Linked DNA regions of Zea mays: region 1 is linked to region 2. The links are chromatin contacts, called in public Hi-C maps. All regions are on one chromosome and are shown on one strand. Each heading gives the region's core, a stretch centred on a gene start, on an enhancer-like site or on the middle of the called end of the contact. The rest is flanking DNA. Distances are from core to core; before and after follow the strand shown. Region 1 holds the start of LOC100285509. Region 2 holds the start of LOC100502413.

The links. Hi-C and Micro-C count contacts between places; a contact is called where the count stands out from the background.
Region 1: a contact with region 2 is called in a Hi-C map of endosperm, with 2.8 times the contacts expected there. The contact joins the promoter of LOC100285509 here to the promoter of LOC100502413 in region 2. A contact is called at or near these places in 2 of 25 Hi-C or Micro-C datasets (bundle sheath and endosperm).

What each region holds. Positions count from the first base shown.
Region 1 is chr4:83,937,389-83,941,539 of Zm-B73-REFERENCE-NAM-5.0, forward strand. LOC100285509 reads right to left here and starts at 1,856. Exons shown (of 7, transcript NM_001158401.2): 1 at 1,598-1,856; 2 at 1,143-1,330; 3 at 762-1,060; 4 at 601-685; 5 at 134-497; 6 at 1-34. The coding sequence starts at 1,679.
Region 2 is chr4:83,776,445-83,780,171 of Zm-B73-REFERENCE-NAM-5.0, forward strand. LOC100502413 reads right to left here and starts at 2,067. Exons shown (of 1, transcript NM_001196891.1): 1 at 374-2,067. The coding sequence starts at 1,835. The coding sequence ends at 1,401.

The DNA of each region.
Region 1 (4,151 bases), core at 606-3,105, 160 kb after region 2:
CGGGCGAGCGACGCTTTCCGAGCTTGAGGGACAGCTAGAACAAACAAACAAACAAAACACGGGTAAATCAAACGTGTCGCACGAACGGTTTCAGCACTTGCAAGCGAGCGAGAGGTATGTATATAGGTAGTACCTCTTGGCGTAACAGCTGCAGCAGCACTTGCAGCTGCCAACTGCCGGGACGACGAGACTGTCTGGCTGGTAGGAGCAGCAGCAGGCTTGGAACCGCAGGCCTCTGTAGCGCAGTGAGACGTGCTCCTGGAGGGAGCCACGGCTTGCGGCACGACGATGCGGACTGGGCTTGCAGTTGCCGCGCTTGATAGATGCGGCACGCAGGGCTCCGGTTTCTGAACTGCGATCTGTCTAGCACCAGGGAAGACCTCGGCCACGTTGACCTTGGCAGGGGCAGGGGCAGGAACAGGCGGCGAGTCCGGCTCACTTGACGGGGTAGCACCAGGAACAGACGCCCTGCTGGCCAGCATCATGAGCTCTTTAGCCTGTCACCGGGACAGCGATCAGCAGATGCAGCCGATGGAACGTACTGCAGTGACGAGCGATCCAAGTGTTCAGTTCGTCGCAAAAGGGTAGAGCATTGCATACCTTGTCGACCGGGACGTTGTCGAAAACATTCACCGAGCCGTTGTAGAATATCGTGAGCTGCGTCGAGGCCTGGTTCCGTGGGTTCCTAACAAGGAGGAAGGTCGATCAACCGTCGATCAACATGTCGACAGGGAGGGAGGGAAGGAACTGCCGATCGATACCTCGCCCCGTACACGCCGGCCGTAGAGCCGCCAAACCCGTTGTTGCTCATGGTGAAAGGCTGCTGCTGGTTGTGGAAGCTCTGCGACACTGATGACCTGACCATCAGGTTGGCCTGATGGAACGGCACAGGGTGGCGCACCGACACCGGCTGCACTAGCCTGCATCCACCACCACCACCACCAGGGAGACGATGCGGTGCCGCCGCGCCGTAATCCGCCACCTGCGAGCGCTGCCTGTGCGCCGCTGCAGGGTACTGCTGCTGTGCCGTGGCCTGGCTGCTGTTGTGGCCAAACTGCCTCTGCAGAGACAAGTGAACAGCTGAGACTACCGAGCGTTGAGCCCCTATCCAGCACCTCGGGTGAGTAGCAGTAGCTTATTACCTGCTGCTGGTAGATCGAAAGCATGGAGCTCTGCTTCTTGATGCCGTCGAAGGCGTCTCCGGCCGGCCGGAGCTCGGAGACCGAGAACGCCTCAGAGCCCTCGCCCGTCGCCTCCGTCCTGAACGACATGAACGCCGGCGCGACGCCGGACCTCGCCGCAAACTGCCACCGCGTCGCCGCCGGGCTGTCTGCAGCACAGAAACCTATCTCTCAGAAATTCACACTGCGGAGGCGGAGCGGAGCAGGCCAAATCTGACGCGCGGGCACCAGCGGCCACGAGACGACGAGAGGAAATAAAATCTCTCTGACTTGTCGAATGACTAATAATTTCCATGCTCGCGGCAAGCAAACCGCGGTGGATCAGGCGGTAGACGCGCCGAGTCGCTACTGCCATACTAGTACTACGGTTAGGTAAATCACGCTTTCAGGGCATCGAGAGAGGAGCTAGCACTGACCTGGCTCCGATCGGCTCTCCTCCTTCGCCGCCTCGCCGCACTTCCACGCCCTGTCGATCGCACCCAGGAAATCCCTCTCCATGGAAGCAAAGCAACCAGCGGACGCGCCGCCCACACAAGCGACGAAATCCCTTCCGCGTCGCCTCGTCCCGTGAATCCTCTCCCTCCAGTGACGGTGCCGAGAAGAAAAAAGCAGGAGGAGAAGAAACGGCGCCTTAGCTCGGATTCCTTAACCTTTCTCTCCCCCTCTCTCTCTCACTCTCTCTAAACCACTTTCTCCTGCTTGCTTATTTATTCGCGAGATTTAAGACGGACGAGGAAGAAAGCCGCGATGATTAGCTGCTTAATTAAACCGGCTCATTAATTTACGAGATGGGATGGGGGTGCGTCGGGTGGCGGTGGGCCCCGCTACGGCGACCGGCTACCGGCTACGCAGGGTCCCCACGTGGTTACGCCACACGAGGCGCACCTCCGATGAAACCTCACGCGTCCGATGACACGTGGGATCCGCCTCGCGTGGGGCCGACACGTCGGCGGGCGCGGGAAGCGCTCGTGTGGCCGCGTGCCGCGTCTAGCAGTTTGCGCCGCCGTGGCGTGGGGGCCGCCCACGTGCGGAGGGATCCGGCACGTGTGCCTCCATCGAGCCGAGCCACACGAGCCGAATAGCCCCGCGCGCGTGCCAACGACTAACGAGGATGACGCGTGGGCCCTGTTACAAAACATTTTATACATGTGATCTAATCCATCCATCTGTCGTAGTGACAGTTATTTCCCAAGGGACACACCCTTTGGGAACTCTTGTATATATACATCAACCCCCGCAATAAAGAAGTTGGTCCCTGTCATTTGTCTCTGTCTTTTCTCTCTTTACCGCTGAGTATTGAACACGTTATCAGCACTGCTCGCGAGACCGGAGAAGAGAATAAAAATCGCTCGTTGTTTTGGAAATGAAGTTGTCGTTGGAGAAAGATGAACAGTGGAGGTCTCGACATCAAGAACAACACGAATGTACGATACCTATTTTTTTATCGCATTCGTTACCACTGCTTTATCTTCTTCGTGTCGTCGACGACACAGTGCCACCAGGGCCACAGGGCTGCGCGCTCACGCGCCTGGGCCTCTGCGCTCGCGCCGGCCGCGCCGGCCAGGCTGTGGCCACGTTGCCAGGGCCGCAGGGCTGCGCGCTCACGCGCCTGGGCCACTGCGCTCGCGTCGGCCGCGCCCGCATGCCGTCGCAAAACGTCGCTGGGAGGCTGGCCGCGCCCTGGCCGCCCACGCGCTACAGGAGGCCGCGCGAGGCCGTGCGCCGTCGGGGCCGGGCCGCCGTGCCGAGGGTGGGTCCGGCCACGCCCAGACCGCCGCGGCTGCGCTGCTGGTGCCTCCGCCCGCGCGAGCCGCGCCTCGCGCCGTCGGGCCGGGGCTGCCGCGCAAGCGCTAGTCAGGCCGCCACAGCCGCACCACAGGAGCCGACGCCCATGCGCGGGCTGGGTCGCCGTGCCCCGCGCCGCCGGGGCTGCCGGGGCCGCGCCGTCGCCGTTTGGCCGAGGTCGCGCCCGCGCTGCCAGTGGGCCGCGCCCCACGACGCCGCGTTCGCGCCTGCGCAAGGGCTGCGCTCGCATCGGGCCCGCGAGCCCGCGCAGTAGCCGCACCCACGCCGCCGGGTTGGGGCCGCGACCATGCCGCCGGGAGCCGCACCCATGCCGCCGGGTGGTGGTCGCGCCCGCTCGCGCTGGGGAGGTCACGCCCGTGCGCGCCGGGGGCCGCGCGCTGCTATGCCCGCACCGGGACCAGCGCCGTCGTGCCCGTGCCGAGGCCGGGCGACTGCTCCCGCGCTCGAACCGTGGCCGCGCACTATGGCCGGGCGGCCGCTCCCGCACCGCCATGGCTGGGACAGAGGCCACCGCGCCCAGAGAATGTCGCATGGCCGCCGCCGGTGGCTGAGGACGGCTGGAGAAAAACCTAACCGCTAGCCCTTATAGCCTTAGATGGGCCGTGATGGGCCTTTTTCCTCTATTTGGCTGAAGACGTGAGCCATTTCCATTGATTGTGCCTACGAAATTTATTATTTAAGTCTATTATTTTTCTGCAATTACAATCAGACGAACATTGTGTTCATTTAAATTACTGTTTTTCAACATTGTTTTGTATCTAAATTTAGATACTTAAACTGCTCATGAAATATGTAATTGTGCATAGTTGTCTGTTTTTAATTATGAAAAATACAGACGTATTAGTGAATTATATTTTCATTTACATTTATAATTCACATATTTTTCGACTTGCTTTGTTCTTGCATTCTTTTTATGTTTGCATGGAAAATATAGCACATTAATAAGTCGAAACTAATGGTCCTCATGCAAAATGATATTGCATTTTTGGAAAAGCATAGGGTGATGGAGTCCTAAGCAATGGCTGCACTAAATTCTTTATAGAGTTTAGTAGCCCAGAGACCGTGCTTTAGGCCGCATTTGAAATGCCTATCACTATGAGGTCTACATCTTTCGAGATGATTACCTATACGTGCTACCCAAAAAGACCACGGACCACGCAGGCG
Region 2 (3,727 bases), core at 817-3,316:
CCTGCTATAATACCAATTGAAAGTCACCTAGAGGGGGGGTGAATAGGCGGAACCTGAAATTTATAAACTTAAACACACACTAAGGCCGGGGTTAGCGTTAGAATTAAATCCGAGTGCGTAGAATTGTTTCTCTTGACACGAGTTGCTCAAATGATGTGGATGACGTTTGGGAGCAAACTCAAATCAATATTAGCAAAGAAATTTTGGAGAGAGGAAAGAGGGCAAACAAATCAAGCAAGAATCAAAGCGAGTGAACACGGTGATTTGTTTTGCCGAGGTTCGGTTCCAAAGAACCTAGTCCCCGTTGAGAAGGCCACAAAGGTCGGGTCTATTCCAACCCTTTCCCTCTCTCAAACAGTCACTTAGACAGGATGAACCTTCTCCTTAATCAATCGGGTCACTAAGACCCCGCAAGGACCACCACACACTTAGGTGTCTCTTGCTAGATTTACAAAGCACTTAGAGAATAAGAATGGGAATAGAGAAGGCAATCCAAGCAACAAGAGTGCAAATGAACATAAAAGCTCTCTCTCTCTCTCAAGTCACTAAGTGGTTGAGTTGATTTTGGGACTTGGAGAGGATTTGATCTTTTGGAATGTGTCTTGGAGTGAATGCCATTGCTCTTGTATTGAATGAGAACATCTGAAAACTTAGATGCCAATGAATGAGGTGGTTGGGGGTATTTATAGCCTCCAACCACTTCCTAGTCGTTGGCAGAGTCTGCTGGCGATAGGCACACCGGACAGTCCGATGGCGCATCAGACAGGTACTGTTCACTGTCCGGTGCACGCCACTTCAGCACGCCCGTTGAGGTTTGGAGCGAATTGACCGTTGGAGCCGTTGTCCTATAGCTGCACCGGACATGTCCGGTGACCTCTGACTTTGCTGCTCTGACTCTGCCGCGCACTGTTCATGTTACTGTTTGCTTTTGTAGACGACCGTTGAGCTAGTTAGCCGTTGCTCCGCTAGCTCACCGAACAGTCCGATGAATTATAGCGGAGCGCGCTGTGTCCTGTGCGCCACTTGGCAGCACACTCTCATGTCTTGCTCCAAATTTTGTTTGTGTCCCCAACTGAATTTCTTTCTTGTTTTGAGTTGAACCTTATGCACCTGAGATAAATGACATCTAGACAATCTAGTTAGTCCATATGGTTTGTGATGGACGTCAACCATCAAAATCGATTATAGGAAATGATTAGGTCCATTTCCCTTTCAGGACTCACATGCAAAATTCTTTAATCGAATGGACACGGGCCTGCTATAGCCACCCGATCTGAAGCGAACGACTCAGATTAGATCTATTATAAAACGAACTGGTACGCAACGCCGACCCCTCGATCCGAAATCTACGATTCAGATTTTTAATTACCCCAGAGTTGTCCCATCCACCCGATCAGATCTCAATGGCTCCGATCCTCTTGCCCGAATTGGTACAACAGGATCGAATCCCGGTCGTTGCTAAACAGATCCACGACCCTGCGCATCTCTCTACCTCCTACTAGGCACGACGGCGACGCCACCAGCACCCAATGGCGGAGCACCCGCCAGAGTGACTCCTGATCGGTCCTCCAAGCATGAGAGTTACTAGTGAATAGTGCAATGTGAAGAGGACGACATGACGAATTGAGTGAGGTAGTCATACTGAGATCTTGGTGCGGAAACACCCCCAACAATGGAGTGGTGCGGATCGCCGCCTGCTCGACGCCGGTGAGAAATTCCGGGGTCTCTAGCCACCAATCACGCGCGCCGAGGCCACCGGCACCCCTCCAGTGATCTGGCGAAACCTCTAGGCATGACACCGAGGTTGCGACAACGATGAGGACTCGGTTTACCATGCCGACTCCCTTTCCTCACCTGCGGCGGCACTTCTCTACGGTGGCGGCTCGGTGTTTTGATAGAGATGGTTCAGGGTTGCGGCGGGGTTCAAACTTATGGAGGGCTAGGGGCACTGGCCTCCCTCGGTTGATCAGCTGGCGCACGGGCCAGTCATCATGCCGCGGCGAGAAGTTCGGCACGAGCGCAACAACCTAGAGGGGAGGACCCAGTCTGACGCGTGGGGCTCGCTAGCCGATGGGTGACAAGCCACGACACGCGCGTGTTGGAGAGTTGACGAATGGGTCCCACTCCACAGTGACCTGGTTCGCGTACGTGAGCGAGCTAAGGGCACAACGGCTGCCCGGTGGGGTCACCCTGGCGGCGTCTGAGAGCCCCGGAGTGCACGTGCGCGTGAGGCGGACAGGCTGGGCGCACTCGTTGGCGTGCGTGATTCTCAGCTGGGCCGCGCAGGAGGAATGGGGAATGGATGGGCTGGCCGAGAAGGAAACGGCCAATGCGCTGGTAAATTCCTTCTTTCCTTTTCATTTATAATTTCTGTTTGGTTTTTTTCCACTTAAATTCATAATTTGAATTCAAATTTTGTTGTGAGTTGCACACCTAGATTAAATGCACAAATAGAAATACCAACATCAGGAATTGTTTTCATTATACTACATATTTTTTATAGTTTATATTTGTCGGGGACCATAATTAGGGGTACCCTCAAGACGCCTAATTCTCATCTGGTAACCCCCATCAGCATAAAGCTGCAGAGGCCTGATGGGTGCGATTAAGTCGGGGATCAGTCCATACGAGCTACTCGATCACGCCTCACCCGAGCCTAGCCTCGGGCAAGGGCAGCCGACCCCGATGGGTTTCCGTCTCGCCCGAGACCCCCCTTTAACGGCGGACACATCTCCGGCTCGCCCGAGGCCTTGCCTTCGCTAAGAAGCAACCCTGACTAAATCGCCGCGCCGACCGACCGAGTCGCAGGAGCATTTAACGCAAAGGTAGCCTGACACCTTTATCCTGACGCGCGCCCCCGGCAGAGCCGAAGTGACCGCCGTCACTTCGCCGCTCCAATGACCGATCTGACAGAAGGACAGCGCTGCCTGCGCCACTCCGACTGCAGTGCCACTTGACAGAGTGAGACTGACAGGCAGTCAGGCCTTGCCAAAGGCGCCATAGGAAACTCCGCTCCGCCCGACCCAGGGCTCGGACTCGGGCTAAGCCCCGGAAGACGGCGAACTCCGCTCCGCCCGACCCAGGGCTCGGACTCGGGCTAAGCCCCGGAAGACGGCGAACTCCGCTCCACCCGACCCAGGGCTCGGACTCGGGCTAAGCCCCGGAAGACGGCGAACTCCGCTCCGCCCGACCCAGGGCTCGGACTCGGGCTAAGCCCCGGAAGACGGCGAACTCCGCTCCACCCGACCCAGGGCTCGGACTCGGGCTAAGCCCCGGAAGACGGTGAACTCCGCTCCGCCCGACCCAGGGCTCGGACTCGGGCTAAGCCCCGGAAGACGGTGAACTCCGCTCCGCCCGACCCAGGGCTCGGACTCGGGCTAAGCCCCGGAAGACGGCGAACTCCGCTCCGCCCGACCCAGGGCTCAGACTTGGGCTCAGCCCCAGAAGACGACGAACTCCGCTCCACCCGACCCAGGGCTCGGACTCGGGCTCAGCCCCAGAAGGCGACGAACTCCGCTTCGCCCGACCCCAGGGCTCGGACTCCGCCCCGGCCTCTGCCGAACGACCTCCTCCTCGCCCGACCCAGGGGCTCGGGCTCGGCCTCGGCCACGGAAGACAGACTCAACCCCGGCTTCGGAGGAGCCCCCACGTCGCCCGACCTCGGGCGCGGGCCCGCCACGTCAACAGGAAGCGCCATCATCACCCTACCCCGAGCTGACTCGGGCCG